Regions from separate parts of the Mus musculus genome. Here regions 2, 3, 4, 5 and 6 are each linked to region 1. The links are chromatin contacts, called in public promoter capture Hi-C maps. All regions are on one chromosome and are shown on one strand. Each heading gives the region's core, a stretch centred on a gene start, on an enhancer-like site or on the middle of the called end of the contact. The rest is flanking DNA. Distances are from core to core; before and after follow the strand shown. Region 1 holds the start of Rapgefl1 (Rap guanine nucleotide exchange factor (GEF)-like 1). Region 2 holds the start of Mllt6 (myeloid/lymphoid or mixed-lineage leukemia; translocated to, 6). Region 3 holds the start of Psmb3 (proteasome (prosome, macropain) subunit, beta type 3). Region 4 holds the start of Pip4k2b (phosphatidylinositol-5-phosphate 4-kinase, type II, beta). Region 5 holds the start of Rpl23 (ribosomal protein L23). Region 6 holds the start of Lasp1 (LIM and SH3 protein 1).

What was found. Promoter capture Hi-C pulls out the DNA fragments that hold promoters and counts their contacts.
Region 2: a promoter capture Hi-C map of pre-B cells shows a contact between it and region 1, with 5 times the contacts expected there. The contact joins the promoter of Mllt6 here to the promoter of Rapgefl1 in region 1. A contact is called at or near these places in 4 of 39 promoter capture datasets (the C10 cell line, hippocampal neurons, liver and 1 more).
Region 3: a contact with region 1 is called in a promoter capture Hi-C map of liver, with 8 times the contacts expected there. The contact joins the promoter of Psmb3 here to the promoter of Rapgefl1 in region 1. A contact is called at or near these places in 4 of 39 promoter capture datasets (hippocampal neurons, liver and pre-B cells) and 1 of 115 datasets of contacts at active chromatin or transcription factors (astrocytes).
Region 4: a contact with region 1 is called in a promoter capture Hi-C map of pre-B cells, with 6 times the contacts expected there. The contact joins the promoter of Pip4k2b here to the promoter of Rapgefl1 in region 1. A contact is called at or near these places in 2 of 39 promoter capture datasets (hippocampal neurons and pre-B cells).
Region 5: a promoter capture Hi-C map of pre-B cells shows a contact between it and region 1, with 8 times the contacts expected there. The contact joins the promoter of Rpl23 here to the promoter of Rapgefl1 in region 1. A contact is called at or near these places in 5 of 39 promoter capture datasets (the C10 cell line, hippocampal neurons, liver and 2 more).
Region 6: a promoter capture Hi-C map of hippocampal neurons shows a contact between it and region 1, with 2.4 times the contacts expected there. The contact joins the promoter of Lasp1 here to the promoter of Rapgefl1 in region 1. A contact is called at or near these places in 1 of 39 promoter capture datasets (hippocampal neurons) and 1 of 9 other capture datasets (liver).

What each region holds. Positions count from the first base shown.
Region 1 is chr11:98,834,510-98,838,818 of GRCm38.p6, forward strand. It overlaps Rapgefl1 (Rap guanine nucleotide exchange factor (GEF)-like 1), which reads left to right and starts at 2,276. Exons shown (of 15, transcript NM_001080925.1): 1 at 2,276-3,164. The coding sequence starts at 2,645.
Region 2 is chr11:97,661,401-97,665,709 of GRCm38.p6, forward strand. It overlaps Mllt6 (myeloid/lymphoid or mixed-lineage leukemia; translocated to, 6), which reads left to right and starts at 2,012. Exons shown (of 20, transcript NM_139311.2): 1 at 2,012-2,280; 2 at 3,555-3,634; 3 at 4,086-4,140. The coding sequence starts at 2,172.
Region 3 is chr11:97,700,899-97,705,207 of GRCm38.p6, forward strand. It overlaps Psmb3 (proteasome (prosome, macropain) subunit, beta type 3), which reads left to right and starts at 2,536. Exons shown (of 6, transcript NM_011971.4): 1 at 2,536-2,592; 2 at 2,890-3,074. The coding sequence starts at 2,590. n-TNgtt8 (a tRNA gene) reads right to left here and starts at 1,624; the gene lies at 1,551-1,624. It also overlaps a transcript of Pcgf2 not described here.
Region 4 is chr11:97,742,721-97,747,029 of GRCm38.p6, forward strand. It overlaps Pip4k2b (phosphatidylinositol-5-phosphate 4-kinase, type II, beta), which reads right to left and starts at 1,984. Exons shown (of 10, transcript NM_054051.1): 1 at 1,726-1,984. The coding sequence starts at 1,884. It overlaps Cwc25 (CWC25 spliceosome-associated protein), which reads right to left. Exons shown (of 10, transcript NM_026186.4): 10 at 2,750-4,309. It overlaps Mir8102 (microRNA 8102), which reads left to right and starts at 2,177; the gene lies at 2,177-2,315.
Region 5 is chr11:97,780,148-97,784,456 of GRCm38.p6, forward strand. Rpl23 (ribosomal protein L23) reads right to left here and starts at 2,292. Exons shown (of 5, transcript NM_022891.3): 1 at 2,197-2,292; 2 at 1,659-1,742; 3 at 1,187-1,315. The coding sequence starts at 2,209. It overlaps Snora21 (small nucleolar RNA, H/ACA box 21), which reads right to left and starts at 1,619; the gene lies at 1,492-1,619.
Region 6 is chr11:97,797,859-97,802,167 of GRCm38.p6, forward strand. It overlaps Lasp1 (LIM and SH3 protein 1), which reads left to right and starts at 1,707. Exons shown (of 7, transcript NM_010688.5): 1 at 1,707-2,004. The coding sequence starts at 1,936. It overlaps n-TCgca51 (a tRNA gene), which reads right to left and starts at 1,119; the gene lies at 1,048-1,119.

The sequences.
Region 1 (4,309 bases), core at 1,026-3,525:
GGTGGTGTGGGAATGCCCACAAGTTGGGACATCTTCCCTCTGTCCCCCAAGGTGATGTATAACTATAGACATGGTCTCCCTGGTTGGTCATGCAAAAAATGTCAGCCAACCCTCTGGGTAGGTTACTGGCAGGAGAAAGGAATGTTGGGGTGCCTTCTCACCCTTGCCTCTTCCCCAGTCCTGCTGTTAGATCCCATTGCTCTCCCTGTTGCCCTGGTAACTAGCTCAGCAAGAAGAAACTCAAGCTCAGCAAAGCCCTCGGGTTCTCTCTGCCCCCCCCCCCCCAGCCTGCTTCTCAGTGGGCAGAGATAATGGGAGTTTAAGGGACAGATAGATTACTGCCTTAGGTAGCCCTGTCCAATACCTTTGTAGAAGCCCATGGGTTGGACTGACTCAGTTAAGCTTGTTGGCCTCCATTTCCACTGTTAAGTAATTGAATACCACCCTACCATTCTCTTCGGTTTTCTCATGGTAATGTAGATGCCCTATCAGTTTTCCCGCTGTGGGTCAGTCCATGGACCTACCTGTAGGTGACTCAAAACATCAAGGATTTGCAATTGCCAGATCTTCTTACAGCTGCAGTTGACCTAGAGCAGTGATTTCCAACACTGGCTGTTTGAATCACCTGGGGAGCTTTCTAAACTAACAGAGACCTTGGGCCTGCCACAGGATCCCATAATGGATCTAGGGTGTGACCTGGACATCAGCAATTCCAAAAAGCTCCCATGCGGTTTCAGTGTGTAGCCAGAACGGAAGCCACTGCTGCTCCAGGAGGACCACAAATTAATGCTTCCTTTGCTTCTGATTCAAGGTCTTGAATGTAGTGACTGCCACTTTCTGTAACTGGAAGGGTCTAGAGTCCGATTCCCCAAGCATTTAGTTTCTAGAAGTCTCTCGGTCCCTTTTTATTTCCAGCTCCCACACCCTTCACACTCCCCAATTTTTCACCCTTCCTAACCGACAATCCCAAATCCTGCCCAGAGAAGAGGTTACCAAGGCAACCGGCTTAATCTGGTAACTGTGGCATGTGCAGAAGAGAAGCCCTCCCCTCTTCTTGGTTCCTAAAAGGTTACCTGGGGAGCTCTAAGCCACTCTGGCCAGTTCCTACTTCCAACCTTAAGAGAGGCCGAGTGTCCAATTAAGGCTGTCCAGGAAACCAATGCTCAGATCCAGCTTCATAGCAAAATCGGAGCTTTTTTTTTTCTTTTTCTTTTTCTTTTTCTTTTTTTTTTTTTTTTTGTTCCCTCTCCAAATCCCCAGATGGGTGTGCAGAGCTTTATTTCTGTGAACACATGCTCTAGCACACATGGAACTGAGTTTGCACCGACAGCAACACAAGTGTAGTACACACCCTGTCAGTTTCACCACTCCCAGCTCTTAGCATTCCTGTCCATCCATGCCTTGCTGAGGCACAGTAAACAGGGGTGGGACTTTGCCCAAGGAACACCAGCCCACCAGGAACCCGGTGCCACTCCTTCACCATGTATACCAAGCCTGGATGTGTTCACACTGTCTCTACAGCCCCATCCTAGTGGAGTGTACCCTGGGAGACAGAATGCTCTGGCGTAGCCACCAGGAGTAAGGGCAATATTTCTCCCATTCTATGGCTATATACACTAATGTGCTAGGTGATGGATGATAGTTGGCAGTTTGGGGACTTACACATCTCTTCAGTCTTGCTTCCCTTCGCTACCACCTGGGCTAAGATGCCCTTGTGCTTTTGGTCGTCTCTTTCAGTCTACTATCTCTTTTCACCCCAATTAGACCTGCCACAACCTGCTGGCCTCTGCCTGGCTCTTTCCTACTTGCCAGTACTTGCCTTACAGGGCGGCCCTGCACCACCCCCTAAACCCTATCAGAAAGGAATATGGGTACCGCCCCCAGTGCCAATACCAGTTTACCCAAGACGCCGTCCCAGCCCTTCTCAACAGGTGGAAGATAATGACCAAATAAAATTGTGGGAAAGATGCAAAGAGTTCAGCAGTCTTTATAAGCCTCACCTGTGCACAGGTAGGCGTGCCAAGGTCAAACATATGCCCTGGTTATTTGAAATGCTCAAAAGAGACCCGGTAATCAAGAGCCAGGAGTCCTCTGCTTTGGTAGATCTCTCCCTCGCCTTTGCCCTTCTGCGACTGTCAGAAACCCAAGTCCTAATTTTCCTCGCGGTCAGCGCCAGAGCCCAAGTTCAAGCCTCGCGCGGCCGGGCGGGGGCGGGCCTAAGCAGGGTAGGGGCGGGGACTGGAGGAGGGGGCGCGGTCTCAATTCTGCCACCTTCCCCGGGGCCAGGAGCGCAGCCGCCGCCGCGTCCTCAGCCTTGCGCTCCGCCCGCTGCCTCTGTCGCCTCAGCCCGGCCCCGGAGCGCTGAGACGGGGACACCAGCCCCTCAGCCTGCCAACCCTTCGGCCGCAGCCGGCATGGGGGGCCGCTGAGAGCGAGCTCCTCTTCCCTCTGGCACCTCCCCCGGCCACTGGCCACTGGACTCTGGCCAGCGAGGCTCGGCCACCTCTCGCTCGCAGTCCGACGCCTGGCACGGCCCTCGGCTCTGCTCCCCCGGCTCTGAGCATCGTGTCCCCGCCTCCCCCCGCCCGCGCCTGGGACACCTGGGTCCCCCGGCGGCCCCTAAGAGAGGGGCGGGGGGGGGGGCATGAAGCCACTGGAGAAATTTTTGAAGAAGCAGACGTCTCAGCTGGCGGGGCGAGCGGTGACTGGAGGTCCCGGCGGGGGTCCGGGTTGCTGCGGAGGGCCTGGAGGGGGTGGGGGCCCTGGTGGGGGCGGCGGTCCGGCCGGGGGACTGCGGCCACTGCAGCGGCGTCAGAGCGTGTCTCGCCTGCTGCTCCCAGCTTTCCTCCGAGAGCCCCCAACCGAGCCCGGGCTGGAGCCGCCCGTTGAGGAGGAAGGGGGAGAGCCATTAGGGGTCTCTGAGGAGCCGGGCAGTGGGGGGCCCTGTTGGCTGCAGCTAGAGGAGGTTCCCGGGCCTGGGCCGATAGGATCTGGGGTGCCCCTGCGCTCTCCTTCCTCGTACTCCTCAGATGAGCTATCCCCCGGCGAACCCCTGGCTTCACCACCCTGGGCCCCCCTGGGCGCCCCCGAGCGGCCAGAGCATCTTCTGAACCGGGTTCTGGAGCGCCTGGCTGGAGGGACCACCAGGGACAGCAGCGCCTCAGGTAAGCCTGCTCATCCATCCCAGAGCAAGAGAGCACGGGGTTGGGGGTGGGAGGTGAGGGATTGGCCCGGGGGATGCTCCCTGATTGTTTTTTCTTGTCCTCAGTGTTGGTGTAGAGGATGAGGGGAAGCCCGAAGTAATGTAGGGGAAGGGGCATGGTAATGCGCACCCACCTTCCTCCCCACATTAGCTTCATTCTAGGGGAAGAAGGGAAACCATCTCTCTCCTTCAACTACCCTCCCTCTCTCTCGGCTATTTAAGCCAGTCTCCCACGAGCCCTTGATACTGCCTACCTCCTCCCACGCCCCTAAATTAGGGCCTGACACCCTAAGGTGGACGCTTTCCCGCTGAGGTTGTACGCTGCCCTCCAGACCATAGCTGAGGCCTGAAAACCGCTGACAGGAGTCCCTGGCTGTGTAGGAGCGCCTCACTTGGTGGGGCCATGTGGATAGTCACAGAACTCGGCTGCTTTTATTGGGGATGAATTCGAAGGTCTCTAAGGGAAGATACCAGGAGACTGCAGCATCCAGAAGGCTTTGGGCCTCCGTAGCACCCACCCTTCCCATGCCATGCCTCAGCAGAGGGCCTTTTTTAAAAAAATAATAACCACACCCTGAGAAGCCTGAGATGATGCCATTTCACCCACTATGAGAATGCCAGCACCCTATTAAAGGGCTTCTGAGGAACGTAGGCCCCCACATCGCTAGTTGGAATAGATGTAGAGATATCAGGGTCTTTAGATCTAACTAGGCACTCCACTAAACCCAGAAGGGGCTTAGGGTTGAGAGACCAAGCTTGAGACCCTAAAGAGGAGGGTGTTAGGAGTTACCCTTCCTTCTCTGCAAGGCATTCTGGCTCTAGGAGTGGAGTGTCACCCTCTACTCCATTTTTGTCCTGAAGGTCGGGGTCCCCTCTTTTGGCTCAGGCTGCAGTTGCCCTGGGGAGCTGACACCTTTTGGATTTAATTAGAAAAATATCAGACACACACAGCTCTCTTAACCATAACTTCCCGCCTACACCACACACCCTGTGTCTCTATGACACATTCCCCAGGGAGGCTGTGCGTTGGACCGGAGCCTACTTTGGAAGAAACAGATGCCAAACTGGAGCCCCCGTATCAGCATCTCTCCACTCTGCCCGCGTTCC
Region 2 (4,309 bases), core at 762-3,261, 1.2 Mb before region 1:
GTTAGGACAGACATTTCCACGGCTTTCTTGTAGTTTTACTCTTGGTGGTAAAAGTCATTCGTTAGAAACTCCCAAGTAAGGTTCCTCTTCTGAGTATTAACTTTTCGTATGAGCACACTTCACAGAATAAAAAATCGTCATAGCCGAGATCCCGGCCTTCGACCTGTCCTGATTCAGAAGTCGTAAAACAGACTACCGCAAGTTTACTTTTCTAGACACAGTGTCTTCGTTCCCTCAGCCTCCGTGATTCCCAGGGTCCAAACTGAGCAGATTTGAGGGCTCCAGCCCAGAACTCAGCTTCACAGACCTCCCCAAACTCCCGCCTCGCCAGGATTAAGGGAGTAAATCCCTGACGCCACAGACCAGGTCAAGGACAAGTTCTCCCCCTCCTTGCTTCCCCCCTCCTGGGCGGGGACTCATCTCCCCCCCCTTCCGGGATGAAAGGTACTAAAGAAACGCGGAGGCTCTGGCCCCTTGATGTTCCGGTTGAACAGGTGCTAGTGAAAAGGAGGCGGGCCCGGCGGAAGAGTCGGCCAGGGGGGCAGTGCGCCGAAGGGGGAGCGGCCCCCTCCACCCTCAATCCCCCAGCCCGCCATCTCCTCTCCGAGCCCTCTGCCCCTCCCCCCCAGGAAGCGTTCCCGGCCTAGAGGTCTTTGAAGTGTGGATGAAGCCCCCAGGGCTGCCTTCTCCCCTCTGCCACCCAACCTCCCGCTGAGGGGGTATTTGACCTTTGGTCCCTGTGGGGGCGCCGTCTTTCCCCTTGCAAAGAAAAAAGGGGAATCAGATCTCGTCTTTGGGCTTATACCAGTCTGGGGGAAGTCTTGGGTCGCTTTCCATCAAACCCTAGACCCAATTTCGGGGACTTTAATCCTTCGTGGTGCGTTTTTGTACGCTACTGTGATTCTATACCTGCCCAGAAGTCAAGGCGTGATTCTGTTGGCAAGCACTTCCGAGGCAGCTTTACTCACTTTAAAACGCAAGGCACGCCCTGAGGCTAGGGGTGGAGTTACGACTTAGAACAGAGATCTTGAATTAAGGTGGGGTACCTCATTGTACCCCTAAGGTGCCTAGAGACCTTGACATTGAAGACTTCAAAGGGAAGTTCCTGGAGGGCAGGAATACCTCTACTCTGGCGCGCAGCCGACTCTAGCATTCAACAAATTTTTGTGCGGGGCGTGGTGGTGCACGCCTTTACTCTAGCACTTTGGTGGCAGAGGCAGAATTGGGAGTTCAAGGTCATCCTTCACTAAGTGGTGAGTTCGAGGCTAACCGGAGCTACTGGTGATCCTGTCTCAAACTAACAAAAAAGATTTGTAAAGTAAGTAAAAGTTTACACGTGGCATTGTCTACCCTCCAGAGTGACCTCCAGGGACAGCACCCATGAGCTGCCATCCAGAGACACCATTCCCATTCCAAGAACAAGCACGGGTAAATGGTTTAACATCGCTCCAGTTCTTTTTAAGAGCCCTGGTTTTTTTCATCTTCCCTAGATTTCCCTAGGGTTGAAGAACACCCAGAGAAGGGGGATGGGAGACCGGAGACCCAAAGTGTGACACGGAGGGGAGGACTCGGGAACTACCCACCTAGAGTCATAAAGGGAAAAAGAAAAGACGGGGAAAGCTGCACTGAGCGCACGAGCGAAAAGCTCCCTACCAAGCCAGGCTTTGTTCCCTGAACCTAAGACTTTACCCGGCGGCGGGCGGGCCGGGAGCGAGCGAGCGAGCGGAGGCGCGCGGCCATGGCTGCCGCGGCCGGGCAGGGGGGCCGGGGGGGCGGCGCGTGAGCGGGCGGCGCGGGGCGGGCGGGCGCCCGCGATGTGCCACTCGGCGCCTCCCCCGCCGGGCCCTGCTTGCACCGCGGCCGGGCGGCTCTGGTAGCCGGCGAGCGGCGCGGAAGGGGAGCGCGGCGCGCGAGTCTCATTGTTGGGGGGGGGGGGCCCGTCGGGGCATGAGGGCGAGAGCACGGCGGGGGGGGCGGCCAGACAGAGCGAGCGAGGAGGAGGAGGAGGACGCCGAGGAGGAGGAAGGAGGAGGCAAAGAAAAGAAGCGGCGGCGGCGGCGGCGGAGGAGGGGGCGAGGAGGCGCGCGGCCCCCGCTCCCTCCCTCCCCCCCTGACCCCCGACCCCCGCCGGCCGGCCCCCAGCCCCAGCCCCGGAGGGAGCTCATGGGAGTATGAAGGAGATGGTAGGAGGCTGCTGCGTATGTTCGGACGAGAGGGGCTGGGCCGAAAACCCGCTGGTCTACTGCGATGGGCACGCGTGCAGCGTGGCCGTCCACCAAGGTAAGGGGAGGGGGGAGACGGCCGGCGGGGGGGGGGGAGCTGCGGGACCCCGGGGCGGCGCGCGCACGGGGTGCCCTCGGCCGCGCCCTCCGGAGCCCTCCTGGGGCGCCTGCCCCTCCCCCACCCACCTGAAGCGAAAGGCGGCGTGGGCTCCCCCCCATCCCCAGCCTGGTCCTCCAGGACCGGGTCAGGCATTGTTTTCTTGCCTATTGTTCAGTCCCGCGCCCCCCACCCCAAGTTGAAGGAGTTTTGGGGAGAGTCCAGGGCGCAAGGAGTGAACTCCCTGAGCCCCGCACCGCCGGTGTCAGGGCTGTCCCGGGAATGTTTACCTGCGAGGTAACCCCCCCTCCCGCCCGGTTTATTTTGGTTCCCGCTCCGGGAGGAAGAGGTCAAGGGGGGGTCATCCCCCTTCGCTTCCGGATACTGGGAGGAGCGGAATTGGGAAGGGAGGAGAAGGGTCCCACGGGAGAAGGGATCCTGAAACCCTCCGGGGAAGAGCTGAGGCTGGGAGAGCGGTTTTACAGGGGGCCGGAATGGAGGAGAGAGAGGTTTGGAGTTTCCCCCTGCCGCCGCACATGGTTCGGGAGTTAACTCCTTAAGGAATCTTGCCGAGGGCGCAGGCTGGCATCTCCGCCTGTCTGGCACAGGCAACCACCACCACCCCCCTTCCCAAGACAACCCTTAATGCTGTGGCTGCGGGCCTTTCCCGCCACTCTCCTCTGGGTACCTGCCCCGCACCTGCCCTCTGTTTTCACTTTTGACCTGTACGTGTGACAGAGGCAGAAGATGAGGTCCTTGAACCCCCGACTTCCTTGGCTTATCCCTTACTGGCCCTTTAAGAAGCACCCCCCCTCCCCTCATAACAACAAAACGTGTTACAATCATGACTATTTCTTGTTCTGGTGCCTAGGGGACTGGTCAGGGCAGAGGCGGCGGGGGGGGGGGGGGGGGAGGGGGAGGAATTCAGGTCCAGAAAAAAGGGAGAGGGGTGGGATGAGAATGGAGGATCTTTGGAAGTTTAAGGTCAAGGACTCTGTCAGACTTTTTGCCCCTGTTTGAAATGCTTGGTTGTGTGATTGAAGGCTGGCTCTATGCGGTTGGACATTTCTTGTAGTCCTGTTCCATTGAGTGATCCCGGGTCTGGGGAGCAGCCCCACCTACTGGGCTGGCTTTAGTAGGCTGGGTCTCTTCCCTGCCTGCCCCCAGTTACTCTGTGGGGGGGGGAACCATTGGCTGATGGCTTTGCTCAGTGAGTCTCCTTCCCCCACCCTTAGCTTGCTATGGCATCGTCCAGGTGCCAACAGGACCCTGGTTCTGCAGGAAATGTGAATCTCAGGAGCGTGCAGCCAGGGTGGTGAGTCCAGCCCCTCTCCCTTTCCTCTCCCCTACACCTGAGCATCTCCTGCAGGTTAATAGGGTACCCTGAGGCTGGGGCAGGACTAAGCTCTGTCACTCAGGATTTCCTGTTTGCTGCTGCCTATCACCAGCCCCATCTCTCCCTCAGCTCTGCACTCAGCTCTGCCCCGCCTCACCTCCGGCTTGGGGGCTTTGATTTTTTTGGGGGGGGTGTCTATGTGCTGCTTTGTAACTTTTTACTATGAAAGGTTTTCAAGGCTATGGAAGTTGAGGGGCCGCTGTAGTGACCAGCAGGTTCTCCTTATTCAGCCTTCAGCAGTTAGGAGCCTCTTTGCTCTACAGCCTCAGCCCCCACCCAGATCTTATGTTATCTTCGGGCCTTTTGGATGAGTTCAGGGAGGGCCCAGCTCAGCAGATCCCCCCAATCCCTGTGCTCCTTGCATTGGCAGAGGTGTGAGCTGTGCCCGCACAAAGATGGGGCATTGAAGAGGACTGACAATGGAGGTGAGGGGAACCCTGAACGCCTGCTGAGGTCAGCCAGGCCCCCCAGCAGGTGTGGGGTGGAGGCTGGCTTTCCCTGCTCCTGTTGGTACAGGAAGGTTGTAGACGCAGGGGACAGTCTACAGCTTGGTGTTGGGAGGCGTGGGGTCTTGTGTTGCCGTCCTGCTGAGGC
Region 3 (4,309 bases), core at 1,286-3,785, 1.1 Mb before region 1:
TGGACCGCTTATCAGGAGCCCTGTGAAGTCTGTCCGCCCAGTGACCCCACCAGCCTCAGCTCTCAGCCTGCAGAGCCGAATGACGGTGTAAAGGAAAGGCAAGAGATTTCCGCTTAGATCGGGTGGTCCAAGTGGGAGCGGAAGAGGCCCCGGGAGGATCGGTCACTTGCTTCCCAATCCCTACATCGGGTACCACGAGCTCACAGGCTACTGTGGAAAGGGGTCTCGAGTTAGACACGCCCACTGTCATCACGGCCCATGTGTCCCAGCATCTTGAACTCTGCTAGAGCAAACACAATTGCTCAACGTGAAGGGTACTGCCTGGCTACCTTTTGTTTATTGGGGTGGGTATCCATTTGCTCCTCAATTATTAAGGTCCAGTTCCAAGGAAACCGCTGGAGAGTAGGGACACACTGAAGACCCACCACCCACTAAGACTCCAATAAATCATCTATGCTGGGATATTGCTAATCCCTGTGGTTCATCGGGAGAGCCGCTGACTTAACTGTCCCAACATCGAAAGTTCTCTGTGCCAACGGCAAGTACTGTTTTAGGCACAGTAGGTAAGCTGGGCTTTGACACCGAGCAGGGCCAGCGAGGGCAATAAGCTGGAAAAGTCCCTTCTCCATGTTTGAAGCGCCAGGTGATCTGCAAACATAGAAGAGGGAGTCCACAAGAGACTTCCTTTGAGCCAAATGTCTAGAGAACGGATGGAAAGAGTCCCTTGCACATCTTCCTCCTGCCCACCTTCTCCAGTGTGCTCAGCGAACATGAAGAGCGCTTATTTTCCACCAAGTCTGTAGCTTACCCTGTCCTCTAGTTGATTGCCACACGTAGTGAGCAGTCAGAAATCAGAGGTTCCCAGAGAACAGGAACCCAGAACATCAAGGCAAGGACCAACGGGCATCTGTTGCCATCGGAAACAAGAGCAAGGAGAAAATCCCTTTTAAATGGTGGCACTAGTTAGAGAGAGTCGTTCCTTCTTGCTTTTGTGTAGCTTTACTTCTGTGTCCCTTACACCTCTCCCTCTTGCAAACGATGCCCTTTGTTGATCTCTGTATTTATTTCCCCATCTTCCGCACTGTCTACTTAGGCCCCCTCATGGTATGCCTTTCTCTGTAGATCACAGCTAGGTTCTTCCTCCTTCCACTCTTTTATCCCTCACTTTGTTCCTGTGGTTTTTTTCCTGACTGTTTCCATCCACCGGGACAGATTTCCTCTTTCAAGTTGCTATCGTCCACTGATGCAGACAATGGGAAGCTGTCCAACCTCCGCAGCAAAATTTATTCTTAATCCAAGGAAAATTGCATTGTTAAACATGGCAGTGAGACAGAAACTTGGCTTTGCCTTTCTGTCATCCTGATTGGGAGAAAGAATAGTGAGAGGTGGTGAGGAGACGTTAGGGATAGATCCATTCACTGACCATAGACGGATTTCTAAATACAGTGACCATCTGGGTTGGTGTATCACAATTATTGCTTCTGGTACCTCGGTACCGAATGTGGCTTTGGAGCATTTGCGATTTAAAAAAAAAAAAAAAAGGCCGAGACCGTCCCTGGGTGGGCTCGAACCACCAACCTTTCGGTTAACAGCCGAACGCGCTAACCGATTGCGCCACAGAGACGGTGACAGTTGTTTGTGAGGCAGAGAGCCGAGTCAATAGTACTGAGCCGATATGGCGCAAGACCAGTCACGACGCAAGCAGTTACAGTAGCTTAGAAACCCAGCGGAACAAAATCTGATCTCGAAGAACAGCGAATCGAGGCTGTGGCGGAGGGAACAGTGGTTGTGCAAGGGAAGGGAAAGCAAGGGATGCACACGTCCCACCTGGGCTGCCCTGGAGCCGTTGGCCCAGGCTATCCTCGGTCAGTGTCTAGGATGTGGCACAGAACGTTCCTTTGTAGAGTGAACAGAGACTTAGGGCTACGTCTGTCGGCCAGCAGGGATTGGGAGTGAGAGACTCCAAACGCTGAACAACCTGTAGCTCACTCCCGTAAAACAAAACAAAAGCTCCATTCTGGAACTAAACCCTCCTAGCACGAACCCTCGGCACGATCTTCCCATTCTGCAAAGAATGGGCGCCTTCGGTATACTCGGTGCCGATAGGTTAATTGGCGCCTGCAAAAATCCCGGTGAACAGTAAGGATTTGTGAATGAACACTGGAAGTCGGGTAGCTTGAGTAAAATGCCTAACTCCTGCAGCACCACGGTAAGCGCCAGCTTACCTACTCTGCTTACAGCACCAGCCCCACAAGGCCTGTCCCAAGCCCACGTGTTGCAAACTCCGCCCCTAAACGGGATGGCCCGAACTCCAGGTCCGCCAAGATCCCAACATGCCCCGGACCGTAGGCTCTTCCGCACTCACAGTGACTTTTCACTTTCCGCTTTCCATACCTCCGTTTTGGTGTCTCAACCAAACTATGCATATTTGTGACTGACGGCATGAGTGTCCAATAGAAAGCTGAACTAGTCAATCCGAGTCGGCCCGCCAGCCAATGGGGAGGATTCGGCAAGAGCGTTGACCCTGAGAAAGCCAGAGCCGGTTTGCAGGCAACGCTGTGGGGATCGGGCTTCCACTCCAGCGCAATCATGGTGAGATCGGGGAGTAAGGAAAGGAGTCTGGGATGGGAACTGAAAGCAAGGACGAGTAGTGCTTGGGTTCGGGACGGGGAGAGCCTGGTGGTCAGTAGAATGCACATGGGAGTACCGTGCAGATGAGTGCGGTTCCTGGGTGCCCCACCGGGCCCATCTCAGGGCTGGAGCTCCTGGCGTCCTGGCTCCTCCGGAGTGGAGGGCACGGGTATATGAGCTTTGGGGACCAGAACTGATGTGAAGGTTATGGTCCCACTTAGCTCCACGAACTGAGCCCCTTGATTTGTTTGTCCCCAGTCTATTATGTCCTATAATGGAGGGGCCGTCATGGCCATGAAGGGAAAGAACTGTGTGGCCATCGCTGCAGACAGACGTTTCGGGATCCAGGCCCAGATGGTGACCACGGACTTCCAGAAGATCTTTCCCATGGGTGACAGGCTCTACATAGGCCTGGCCGGCCTGGCCACTGACGTCCAGACAGTGTAAGTGTCTCCAGCCCCACCTTCACCCAGGTTTCTTCGTTGAGCAGCCCGATATCAGCCATCTGCCAAAAGCCACGATTGAGTGTGAGACTCAGCTGAACACCACAGCGTTACGGAGATGGGTCCTAACCTATGTTTTTCTGGCATTACCTTGTGCTCTGCTCTTTGTGAAGAAGCATTTTTGTTAGGGAGTCCCTTAATCACCGTCTTAATATTACTGGCGAGCCGTCTCATTCTGCAATTGAAAAAAAAATTGAGACCTTCCTTCAAGATGCACAGTAATGAACGTCAGCCAGAATCCTACTGTAGGTCTTTCTAAAGACCGTGGGCACTCGCTAAACCAGTAGGCGGCTGGCAAAGCAGACATACCGAACGATAACTAACCATGATGAGCTGTTGGGTTTTAACTGCCCACTTTACTTACCTAGTTGACAGTGCTTATGTGATTTGAGTGATGGGAGGGTCTGAGAGGGGAAACGGGTTGTCTGTGATGGCCCCAGTGTGCTGGTTCTGATCGCTGTGGTTGGTGGTGGGAACTTTAAAAACACAATTCATTGATTATTATTTTACGTGTATGTGTGTCTGTGCACCACATGTGTGCAGTGACTGCAGAGGCTAGAAGAGATTGTTGGACAACCTTCCCCCCCAGCAACCCTCATGACCCAGCTTGAATTACAGGTGGTTGTGAGCCACCATGTGGGTGCTGGGGATAGAAAGCTGGAAGAGCAGTCAGTGCTCTTCATGCCTGAGCCATCTCTCCAGCCTCTACATTTATTATTATTATTATTATCATTTTATTGTTTGTATGCCCGGGTTCCACAGCCCTGTGTGAAGGTCAGAGGACAGCTTGCAGAAGTTGGTTTTGCCTTTCCATCATGTGGTTCCAGGCATTGAGCTGCTTAGGCCTGGCGTAGGTGTTACTGCCCACTGACCCATCCCACCATCTCAAGGATGGGATGCTGTGAGTTGCTGAAGAAAGACTCATTCATTGATTCACTGAGCATCGAGGTCAAGAGTCAAGTCTTGCCCTGACCCCCAACCCTGGTACTAGAAATTGAAACCAGGATTTTGAAAGCTTAAGCACATGATATGCTATTGAGTTACATCCTCAAACCCAAGCCCTCATGTTCTGTATTGTTATTACTATTAATATCTAAAAGATTTATTTTATATGTATGGATGATTGACCACATGTCTGTCTGCGCACCAGCTTCATGTTGTGCCCCCAGGAGGCC
Region 4 (4,309 bases), core at 734-3,233, 1.1 Mb before region 1:
GTGTGCGCGTGTGCACACACACACACCTTTCCCCAGTATATATTCAAGTTGAGATGCTTGGTCATGGCTGAGAGAGTAAAAGGAACAAAAGGCCTGTCACTCAAGAACCGCCACTAACCAACAGAGCCTCTTGGTGCTGGACAAGGAACTGTATCTTCACGGCAAGCATAGGCAAGCTACCCCCGAGCCAAAGGCTCTGTTCGGTCTCCGGAGTGAAATGAAGTTACCCACCTTCAGGCTTTTGCTACAGGATGCTTTCTAGTGAGAGGCCAGATGTCAAACAAAATCAAGGAGTGACTCCCAGAAAGGGATGCAGGGTTCACAATTTGCTGACCCAGTTTCCCTGGGAATGTCAGATGACCCCCGAAGCAAGAGGAGCAAGCTCTGCTCACTGTTGATGTCCAGCTCCTTTAGAGGTCCGGGCATCCCACTTCCCGGCCAGGACACTCATTAAGCCCAGGGATTCCATGGAAAAGGGGAATGTGCCCAAGACTAAGAGGCCTGAGAGGACCTCACAAACACATGCGCTCTTCTCTAAGACGTGGAGATCTACGCTGGTGTAGGTGGCTGTCCCTCAATCTCTAGCCAAAGGACCCTCTAGGTCTTCTACCAAAGCAAGAGAAAATGAAGTCTCCCTGACCCTGGGTCCCTGGGTCATTGTTTGGTCTTGTAGACAATTTCAAGTGTTCAGAAAAGTCATGGAGCCTAAAGAATGAAATCCGAAGGAGACCCGACCCGTTATCCTCCCCCCACCCACCCCCATTCTAAACTTGTGGCTGGTGGAGTCAGCACCTCAGGTCTTTTCACTTCCTCTGTTTGCTCTCAGTGTAGGGACTCACAAAGAAACGGTGAGAAGGCAGAGAGCAAGCCACCGAAAGAGAGCAGATCCCAAACAAACAGCACATAAACAGAGCCAACCAGCTAACGTCGGCCACATCCAACTTCTTGGCAGAGGCTGCTGCACCATCCCAAAGCACCCAGGACCCAAAGGACCACTCATCTGAGACAGTAATCACCATTATCACACCCTGGAAAACCATACGAGAAGTCAATGGCTTTGAAACATCACAGAAGAACGAGGAAGATACATTATTTCCATAACCAAGTCTACACTCCCTCGGGCCTTGTGCTCGCACTTATCCTTCATCCATGGGAACACAAGTCAAGTGTCTGTGGTTTGGAGAAGTCTCTGCTTCTCCAGTTGATACGTCTTCATGAAGAAGAAGAAGAAAAAAAGGAAACCCAGAGAGGATGTCCACAGTCAGGGGTAAGGAGGCCTAGAAGATGGGAAACTTTGAGCAGCCATACCACCCAAAGGACCACAAACAGGAACATTCAGGCAAGCCAGTCCCACTTGCCCTGTCAACTGAGCAATGATGTGGTAGCCAGCTATAAGAGACAAGCGGAATAGCCATGCAACAAACACGCTGAGGGTAGAAGCAGCGTCGTTGCAGCACCCAGGCCTTCCCTCGGAAGCTCCGGGGTTGCACGGAGCCAGCATACGGACACAAGAAGCCAGAGGGGCTGGAGCGAAGGGGAAACGACGACGGCATAGCACGGGGACACCAGGCCTCGCGTGGCGAACGGGGAGTGCACGCCCGGCCGGACAGCGTGCACGGGTGGGCGGGCATGCAAGTGGCTCGGCGGAAGGGTTGCAGGCGTCACCCGCGGGGCGAGCGTGGCGAGGCCGGAGGGAGTGGGGGCGCGCACGGGGAAGCTGGTTACCGTGTGGTTCACCCCCCACATCAGGACGCTGAGAATCGGCTCGCTGGCCCGGAATAGCTTCACTTTCTGGCACACGAAATGCTTCTTCTTGGTCTTGGTTTTGCTGGCGCTGAGCGGCGCCACCGCCACCGCCGTGGTGCTGGTGCAGTTGGACGACATGCCCGGGGCGGCGGCGGCGGCGAAAGGGGGGGCGGCGGAGACAGCGCACCAGCGAGCGGCCCCAGGCCTCCCCCGAACCGATCCCCACCCCCGCTGCCTCACCGAGCCATGGTCGCGCCCGTCCCGTTACCTCCCCACCCCGCCCCGGTGGTTCCGTCCGCCCCACGCCCCGCCCTCGCTGCGCCGGCCCGCCCCGCCCCGCCCCGCCCCGGGGAGCAGGCCAGCCTGATCCTCACCCCGCCCCCGGGCGGCACCGCCCACTGGATCCCGGCTCTCCCCTCCCCGTCGGAATGGTACCGCCCGTCCCCGGGCGCTTGCAGCTGCCCCGCCCACTCCTCCTCTCCCGGCCTGAAGGGAACCCAGCCGGCTTCACGCGGGGGAACGAGGAAGACTGGGGATGGACAGCCTCGAGGCACTCGGCAAGAAGGGCTCCCTACTCGGACACCCTCAAGGCCGGGCTTTGACTTTGCCTCCACATGAAGTACTAAAATGGCGGCAGCGCCGCCGCTTCGGGAGGGGAAGAGGGGCCGGCATGAGAAGAAGCTGGAACATACCATCTCCACCCCGGGGGACAGAGGAGTAACGCGGCAAAGGGGAAAGGAAGTCCTGCCTAGAAAACCAGGGACCGCCCCCTCGCTCCACCCAAGCGTGGATCTTCCCACTCCCCTGGGCCGACGGCTCGCTCCACCCGCAAGGTACGCCCCCTTTCCCGGGGGCCAATCAGAGGAGCAGGCCGGGAATCCTAGGTTTTATGAATGGGCCGCGCGCCCACCCACCTGCCGCCTAGCCTCCTCTATCCCGATGGTCAAGTTTAGACACCACTAGCATCTGTAGACGCGTATTGTAATAATCCTTTCATTCTTGCTCCAAGAAATCTCGAATAAACTGCCCATGGTTTATTATGTAATTCCACTTGGTCGAAGGGTCTCTGTATCCGACACAAATCACAGGTCAACACTTGGGATATCAAGACTCAGTACCAGGCACGTGGTAGATCGCTCTACACAGTTACAAAAATAAATGTAGCCTTTATTACCAAGTAATAAAATAAAAGCCATAATTAACTATAACATAGGGCAGAAGGATGAGATGATTAAATGAATAATGTTATATTGTCTGGGGAGAAACTGAGTTTTAAGAATTACAGTGCCAGCCGGTCGTGGTGGCGCATGCCTTTAATCCCAGCACTTGGGAGGCAGAGGCAGGCAGATTTCTGAGTTCAAGGCCAGCCTGGTCTACAGAGTGAGTTCCAGGACAGCCAGGGCTATCTATACTGAGAAACCCTGTCTCAAAAAGTAACAACAACAATAATTACAGTGACTGGAATTTTAGTGCTTAAATCCAAACATATTTTAGGAGAAATTAGGAACTGGTAGAACAACGAAATGGCTTAATATATGAATTAAGAGCACCTCTGAGGGCCAGATGGTCTGTAATCACAGCTCCAGAGACTAAAACAGGAGATCTACAGTTTAAGGTCAGCTACCGCTAGGGTGAATCTGTCGTCTGTTTAAAAAGCACCTAGAAGTTCCCTGGTCAAACAAATGAGGGCTTCTGGTGAAAGAATAGAGAAAGGAATGGCAGTAAAGACATGGGTGTGGCCCCTTGAGTCTTGTCTTAGATTTTTAGTTATTACAGGATAAAGGCAGCTGGAGGATGGGGATGGCCTAACCGCAGCCAGCACTCAGGAGGCTGAGGCAGGAGAGCCACCATCAGGCTGCCCTGGACCAGCAAGGGCCCTGTATCACAGACAAACCACAAAGCAGCAGTGGCAGGAGCAGCAACTGTGTGTGGTCAGAGGAGCTAAAGTGCAGGGTCACCGTCAGCTCCCCGGTCCAATCAAAGCTAGCCTGAGCTACAAGAGACCCTGCCTCAACAAACAAACAAATAAAAATTAGCCAGAAAGCAAAAAGCTTCCCAAGTATTTTCTTTCAGGAGTCATCGGACAACATGGGTCCTGATTCCTGCCCCACTGGGTGCCCACTGTAGGATGCCGAGGAACAGAGGAGGATATGTATGTCCCTTGGCAGGTGTGTCCTTCCTGAAGCCAGTACATACCTATAAATGTAGCCTAACACATTTGTAGAGGACAAAGTCATGTCCAAATGACAAAGAAGGTCAGTATCCCTCTGTTACCAGTAACTACTGTGTTACTTTTCTGACAAGGTCATCCAACAAAATGTTCTCCCAAGGCTAACTTTTTTAAAGCAAATATAGAACTATACATTTGTATATACACATCACACCATTACAGCGTAAAGCCCGGGTGGGTAGCAGTTCACTTAGGGCTTTTGGTTCTGTTTTCTCTTCCAGCTTCTTCAATTCTTGGCTCTTCCTGATGCTTGGCTATCCTGTCACATAATCTACTAAATAAAGTCAATGTTTGTTTATCCCAGTGAGCACCGTCCATCTGGGTGGCTCTTAA
Region 5 (4,309 bases), core at 1,042-3,541, 1.1 Mb before region 1:
TCTCCCCACTATTGGAGACAACAGTGTGTGGAGCTGTCATCATACCACAGGGGTAAGGGGACATGCTCTGCTCTTCACTGACAGCTTCCTGAGCCACCAACCAGGCCCTAGAAGTGTTCTGAGAAGAGGATAAGCCCTGGTAGACTCATTTCAGTGTAACCACACTAGGGTAAGTTTGGCTACAATGTCACCGTCCCCTCAAGTATTAAAGTGAAAGACTTTGAACTAAATGCTGAGAGCAAGGTGGCTCCTATGGAAACAAAGTGTTGCTAGGAAGCAACCCCACAGGCCTCACTTGCACTACACCAAAGGACTTCGAGAATATCTCTGGAAAAAGAACAGTGCCTGATAGCACTAGGAAGCTGAGGTGGGTAGGTCTGAGCTCAAGGACAGCCAAGCTTACAGTGAGATCCTGCCAAGAAAGTTCTACAGCTGGAACACTCAAGGCAGAGGAGGTTCTGAGGTCTGTTCATCTACCTGATGAGAACACATTTCAGGGTAGTTAATACACCAATAGTCAGCTCCCAGTACAGTGTCTATCACAAGGCCTCTGGACAATGTGTCTGCTTCCAGGTGTTCGGACAACAACCCACAAAAATACACCCATTTCACATTGTCATCTGCACTGACAGCTAGGGACAGACAACCAACTGAAGATCTTTTCTGGTAAGACTACATAGTCTACTACAGGGGAAGAACTTAGCCAGGTGAGTGGCAGATTACATAGCATGAAAGACGGAAAAGACCCTAATTAGAGAAAAAACAAAGTGTTCCATAAACCGCAGCAGTCAGACATGTGGCCGTGTCTGTAAGCCCAACACTGAGGTCCAGCCTGTGCTACCAAGTCAAGCCTTGTCTCAAACAGGGAGCTGAGGCATTGATCTCAAAGGCTCTCACATGTGTAGCTTCCTTGACAGCCACAGAATTAAGATCCCATCTTCCAACACCCAGAGAACTTCTACCTTCCACTACGACTTAAGGAGCCTCCCAGGGCCGGGCGTGGTGGCGCACGCCTTTAATCCCAGCACTTGGGAGGCAGAGGCAGGCGAGTTCGAGGCCAGCCTGGTCTACAAAGTGAGTTCCAGGACAGCCAGGGCTACACAGAAAAACACTGTCAAAAAAAAAACCAAACAAACAAACCAAAACAAGCAACCAAACAAAAAAACAAGCTCTCCTCCCCGCTCACCCTTTTTCCTTAGTTCTGGTTTGCCTTTCTTAACTGTGGCCATCACCATGTCCCCAACACCAGCAGCAGGAAGTCTGTTCAGCCGTCCCTTGATTCCCTTCACAGAGATGATATACAAGTTTTTAGCTCCTATAGGAAAAAAACAAACAAAAGTAAATTTTGTATGAGACCGGCAGAATTCACAATATAGAGTCAGCAAGGCTATACACCAAGTAACTCAGTCTCAGAAAAGCATGAACACAAACAAACCAAAACAAACCGTTTTCGTAAAACTCATCGGGCTTGTAAGTAATCTTTCAGAAGTGTCTTGTCACAACACCGATTGAAGTTAAACAACACAACACGTTGCCACTTCACCCAAAAGTGGTGTTTTTCACTCTGCCCCTTCTTGACGGCTCAGTGGGTCACTAGCAAAAGGCTCACTGAGTGCTTTTAAAAGGGGACGGTGGCAGGACGCGGCCGAAGGCCTCACCTGTGTTGTCTGCACAGTTGATCACAGCTCCGACCGGAAGACCCAGGGAAATCCGGAATTTCGCCCCGGAGGACCCACCGCGTCCTGCGGGGAGGGAAACAGACAGGACAAGGGTCCACATTCGGTCTCACAGTTCCCAACTATAACCCACCGCACACGCTTCGGCGAGGGCCGGCCGCTCCCCGGCTACCACGCACTTGTCACGGGACCCGGCCGTGCCCATTATTTGCATCCTCCTGCGGAAGAAGGAGACTGCGAGGCTCCAACCTCGTCTGCATTTGCGGGGACCGCAGATATCGCGCAGTCCCGTCGACCCCACGTTCTCCGTTCGGCCCCATGCTCCGCTCCTACACCAGCTCAACACCATTGGCATCGCCCTCTTTCAGGGCTCCCTCTAGGCCTCCGCGGTGCCCCCATCTTCTCTATCTCCGGCCCCGGGACTGTAAACTATCACCGCCGCCGGGGGCCGTCGCCAAGGGATGGGCGGGCCATCCCGCGCGGCAGATGCCAACGGATCCCCAAACTCAAAATTCCTCACCTCGCTTCGACATCTTGAACGCCCGGAAAGGGTCAGAAAGGAAGTTAGTACAGGGGACACTGGGATATGAACGGGAGGCCCCGCCCACTCAGCCACGTGACCGGACCTCGTCCAGCCCGCCTCCCTCCCCGGGTCGCAGCTAGATGACGTAAAAGGCCTGGGCCTCCGCGGGACCGTTCTGCGTGGGAAAGCTGCGCTTAAGATGTGTAGGGGCGAGTAATTTTGGGGCTACACCCAACGCCTCGGAAGTAATTGGCGATATGGACACATTGCCTTTTGGCTTTTTAAAATTTGCTTAACAGCTTCTTTTGAGCTCTGTGGCCAAGCCCCTCTCTGGATAACAGGGATTCGAAAATTATTGCTGCGGGTGTGGTGGTGCTCGCCAATAATCTCGGCATCGTGGGAGCTGAAGCAGGAGAATTGCGGCGATTTCAACATCACCTCAGCTACCCATGAGATCCTTCCTCAAAACAAATAAATACATGAGTAAAATAAATTCTTCTGTAAGGGTTCCTAAAGAACAGACACATGGGGCAAGAGCAAGTTCAGAATGGTTTCATTTGGCTGTGGAACAATTAAGTGGAGCGCTACAGATGAGTCTGTGTGTTTGGTACCATAACATTCTTTCGTCATGAGAGTTAACAATACTCTATTAGTGACATTCACACAGCCGCTCGGACTACAACTCAGTACCTTATTATTAATTATTCTTAGACTTAGCCCACAGCTAACCGTGACCGATTGATTGGCTTTGTTGCTTCTTAAAGATGTGCAAAATTTCGTAAAGCTTAAATATAGGATAGTTTATGCTTGCTTATAATCAAGATGGACAGGTTTTGTTTTGTTTTGTTTTGTTTTGTTTTGTTTTGTTTGGGGGGACAGGGTTTCTCTGTATAGCTCTGGCTGTCCTGGAACCCACTCTGTAGACCAGGCTGGCCTCAAACTCAGAAATCCGCCTGCCTGCCTCTGCCTCCCAAGTGCTGGGATTAAAGGCGTGCACCACCACGCCCGACTGGACATGTTTTAATTTATTAATATTAATTTCCCCTTTTACTACCTCAACCTCTCCCTATTTTCCTTACCTTCTGTTGAAACATTCATTCAAATGTGCGTTGAATACTTATATCAGGGCCAGATTCTGTCCAGATTACATGAGGGAATAAAATAGAGCATTATTCTTGCCTTTATGGGTTTTCCTCTGCCAGGGTAGAGGTTGGAGGCAGGTAATAGATACTAAATAATAGGAGTGGGCTGGAGAGATGGTTCAGCAGTTAAGAGCACTGACTGCTCTTCCAGAGGTCCTGAGTTCAATTCCCAGTGACCACATGGTGGCTCACAACCATTTGTAACGGGATCTGATACCCTCTTCTGGTCTGTCTGAAGACAGCTACAGTGTACTCATATAAATAATATAAATAAATCTTTAAAAAAAACCTAAATAATAGGAGTAATTGTGAGAGTTCCAGTATACAGTATATCGTTGTCAAACGGGAAGAAGTATTATGAAGAAAGGACAGTGAGGTATGGAGAGGTGAAGGGACAGGTTGCAATAGAAACATTAGTGCCTGATAGTTTGTCATCTCTCCTATTCAGATGCTATCCCAAGTTCAAGGCCACCCTGAACAATGTAGAGACCCTATCTGAAAATACCAAATACCAAATAGGAAAAATGGCTAGGGGGTGTCTCTCAGTACTGGAATACATGCCTAACATATGCAAGATTTGTTTGTTTGTTTGAGACAGGGTTTCTCTGTGTACCTGGGGCTATCCTAGAACTACCACTGAAGATCAGACTGGCCTCAAACTCAAACATTCACCTGCCTCAGTAAGACCCCCAAAGCTGGGCCTCTGCTCCTGGGATGAACTGGCCAGCACCCTAATGACTCGAGAGAAAACCGTACCTGATGCAAACTGCAAGAGGTTTTATTATCAGCTAGCTGAGGATGAAGTCCCTCTGCAGTGCAGGGCAGGGGAGTTCGACCCCGAGCTATAATGATAGGGGGCTGAGGAGTTGGGAGGAGCTGGGTGGAGTTCTTCTCTGCTGGGTGTCCTTGGTGAAATTTACAAGGCATAAGGAGTGGGGAGTGAGTTCTTTCTGAATTTTTATCTCCAT
Region 6 (4,309 bases), core at 457-2,956, 1.0 Mb before region 1:
TTGCCCCAAGCTCTGCTCAGTCCCCTTCCTTGTTCCGCTCAGCAGAGAACTGTAATGGGAACTGGGAGGGAATGCATGTGAATATTCCCCTGGGGTCCTGGGATGACACAACCAGATTCCATGTTTAAAATATCACAGCCACACCCTGACACGGGCAGCATGCCTCTGTCTGTCTCTTTTTCCTTTTTTTGGGCAAAACCTAGCTGAGGGGCCGCCCTTGCTTCCCTGTTCACACTTAGAGATTTCTTCCAGACCAGATACCTTAAAGCAGCTAGATACCTGTCCCCTGTTGAGGATTTGAAACTTGATAGCGTTGTGGTAATAATATTCTGGTGATCCTCAAAGAGCGGTCCTTGCGTCCTTGAATGATTTACCTGACAAATCCGCCAAAGAGCTAACTGCCAAGGCCTTCCTCAGCATCTACACAATCGGAAACTGGGGACGTTTTAATGAGCCCCCCCCTCCCCCAGGTCACTCTAGAGCACGCACAAGTTGTGAAAACCACTGCATTCATTTATATTACTTGGCTTTGGGGTCTTGTTCTTTTGCAGTGAAGGGAGCTGACGAGTGCTCCTCCCGGTTTCACGGTCTCGGAGCGCTTTTACTCGGTCCACGTCACCAAGTCACAATGAAACGTGAGGATATAGAATAATAAGGATCATAGAATGAAACGAAAAAGGGAAAGGAAAGCTTAGGTTGGAGAAGGGCTATGTCCGCAAGTTTCCCTTTTTTGATTGACCCTTGACCCTCAACGGACACACACCGTCAACCTGGGGAGTGACCTTGGCTTCCGAACCCAAAGTGTGGAACAATCCAATTCAAATTCACAAGCATACCATGGGCAGAAATCTCCAGGACTCTGGCGCCAATCAAATAAAGTCGTGCAACTTCTGCTTGGTACGAGGCAAAACGAAGGCTTTTCTGCTCAGATTTAAAAGGAGGAGTGGCCTTTATCTTTTTACCTGTTTTAATGACCCAGGGTCGAATCAAGATCATACTTGTATTGAAACGTATTTTTATTGTCATTGAAGAGAGGAAAAGACTCTGAGGGGGCACCCGGATTTGAACCAGGGACCTCTTGATCTGCAGTCAAATGCTCTACCACTGAGCTATACCCCCGCACCGACGCGCAGCTTGAAGCAATCTCTTTTCAGTCTTAAGATGCTGTCGCAGCTGCTACACAGGTAGAATAGGGGCAAGAGAAAAGAATGGAAGAGCAAAGGCGGCCAAGCTGAAAGCAGAGGATGCCTGAATCCGAAGAATCCATGGGAAAGCTGCAGCGCAGAGGGGCGGGGAGGGTGAACGTACGGAGGTGCTGAGTCCAAAGGGAAAGGGACAGGTACCTATGTGGGAGAGGATGTGGGCGGGAAGGGAACTAGCTGGGGGGCGGGGCGGGGCAAGGGGTGGTTTCCCCGCAGGTTGATGCTGGGGACCCACGGGTTTAAGGAAAGTCCCCCAGTCTAGAGAATCTGTACTATCCCCACCATCGTCGGGTGCGTGGGGTTGCCCCCTCTCATGGGAAATCGGGCTCTGCCACACTCGCGTCTGTTTCTCCAGCGCGGGAAGGGCCATGGCCCGGGCCCGTCCTCGGTCGCGGAGCCCAGGGGCACGTGCACCCCGAGAGCTCAGGGGCTCCTGCACTCCCGTCCCGCAGTCCTCCCTGGAACCCGCCCCCACGCAGCCCCACGTCGCCCGGGGAGCGCGCCTGGTCGCGCGCGCCTCTTTCCGCGCCCGAGGCGCGTCCCCGCCCTAGCCAGTGCAGCCCCTCCTCCCCACTGTGTTTATTAGGGGAAGGAGGGCGGAGGCGGAGGCCAGTTCCCCAGTTCCAGTCGCCGTCGCCTGCACAGTTGCAGCCGCCGCCTCCCACCAGCTCGCCCAAGGAAAAGGGAACGCGCGCGAATACGGGCGTCCCCGCCCCAGTCTTTCCCCGGAACCATGAACCCTAACTGTGCCCGGTGCGGCAAGATCGTGTACCCCACGGAGAAGGTGAACTGTCTGGATAAGGTGAGCTCGGGTACCGGGCGCTGCGAGCTAGCCAGTGCTAGTGCAGCTCTCCATCAGGGGAGGAAAGAGGGGCCGGGTCTTTGCGGGCTCTTCCCTGCGCTCCCCAGAGCAGGTAAGGAAGGCGGGAGGCGACTTGGGGTGTGGGGACAGACCCCAGTCTGGAACCTGGGAGGTCCAAGGCGAGGTGGTGAGCAGCCACCGCTGGAGATGGGTGGCCTCTGTGCATCGAGGTTAGGAGGGCTGGAAGGAAGGGCGGAAGAGCACCAGGGAACCGGGTTCCCCGGGTGTGTGCAGGAGGTTAGAGGTGCAGTCCCGCCCCCCGGGCCGGGAGTGAGAGGGGAGACGGCCGCTCCCTTTCCCCGCGGCGGCCAGCGCCAAGTAGGCGGAAGCGCGGGGCGCTGGGGGGAGGGGGCGGCGGGGGCGGGGCGGAGGCTGGGGCCGGCGCTACCCGCCCGGCTTGGGCTGCCGGTAGCCTGGCTTCCTGGCTTGGAAGCTGCGTCGGGTCCTTCGTCCAGCGAGTGTCAATTGTGGTGAAAGGGATTTAGGGGCAGCGCCGGAATCTCACTGCGAGACCCCCTCTTTTTGAACGACCTGCTGGTCCCCTCCTTGCTTTTTTTGTGGTTGGGGAACCCGCAGACCTCCTTCATAGCTTCCCCAACCCCCAATTCAAATTGCAAGCCACTCCGGGTGATCGGCTGCCCAGTCGGAGCTGGGCGGGGTAGGGAGTGGGGAGGACGCTTCTTGGAGATCTGAAATTGTGCTCAGCCTGGAGACCAGCTTAGAGAACAAAGAGCTAACTTTTCAGAGCTGTTTTCTCCGATGGAGGGTGGGATTGGCCGAGTTCTGAGGAAGCAGACGAAAAGGAGTTTTTTAAGAGGAGGGGGGTAGCCTTCTGGAAATCAGCTGGCCCCTAGGGGCTCTTACGCATCCCCCGGCCCAGGCTGGACCCGATCATCTGTTTGCCATTACACTTTTGCAAGGGGGACTGAAGGGTAGATCTGGGTGTTTCCGGTACAGTTTGAGATGGGACCCTTCTGCCTTGTTCTGAACCCCATAAAGTCTAAGACAACCCGTTTCTTCTCTTGTGACCCCCTCTGCAGGGAAGCCTTTTGGCTCCTCATAGATACGTTGTACCTGGCTCTCCAAGCTGGATCTCATTCTCCACGTTTATGGCTGAACTGGACAGAAGCAGGCGCCTCAATGAGGCGATCTAGTTTTGTTGGAAAAGGATACTTTGTTTCTCCGGGCTAGGGTTAGTTCCTTCTTAGGAACCTTTGGACATCCCCCGCACACCCTCCCGGTCCCGGTCAGGAGGTAGGGACTTGTAGTTTTGAAACATTTGAACTTTTTCTTGAGGAAAGAGATGTGGGGCTTGGCTAGGTACCAGGATAGGAGGAGCTTAAGGGAAGGTGATGGCCTGCCCAGTCACTGTACCGGCCTCTGGACTTGTGCTTGGCACTCCTAGATGAAGACACCCCACCCCCAAAAAAGAAACCCTGTCCTTACATGAGGGTCTTTGTCGTCCCTGGGACCAGATATTTTGAGCCCTGCATTTGCGGCATTCTGGGCCAGCAAATGGGCTCCCCTTTTGGTCCCCAGTAATGAATGGTGAGGGGCAATGGATGATGGAAGGATTTGCTAGCTTGGGGGTTGGGAAACTTGATCTTAGTCCCAGGTCTGTGCCCATCAACTTTATGAATGGTTCTGGGCCTCAGTATTCCCTGTCTGTCACCAGATGGGTATGGATGATGTCATTGCCTTAGGAGGTGGACAGTGCAGGGAGTGTGGTCAAGACTGGCCATTTCTCTCTTTTCTGTCCCGCATCCAACCACTCCCCTTGTAAAGACCTTCAGTGCTGTGTGTCACAGGGAAGGGGGTGGGGATTTTATGTGATAACTTGTCCTTGCTAGAAGAGGATATTCAGGTCGGGGTTGCCCTGGGAAGAGGGAGTGGGTGATTTCTTCCTGGTTTTAGAACTCCCCCTAGCGGAAGTGGCCCTGGAGAGCCATCTGCCTTTCACACCCCTCCCCCACCCAGACTGGAAAATCCAGGTATTCTGTCTCTTCAGTCCGTGGCCTGCAGGCAGTAGGAAGCTAGAGTTGGAACTCTGGAGAATGCTGGGCAGAGACCTGGGTGTGGGCAAAGTTCAATCTCATAGGCATGGTTGCTACCCAACTTTCCAAGGCTTCTCTACAGTCAGGGAGAATCCACTTAGACTGGCTTGATTTACTGCGGTCCCCGATGATGGCATGCAGCCTGCTGAAGCTGGAGCGTAAGCTGTTCTTAATGCTCAGTCTTTTCTCCT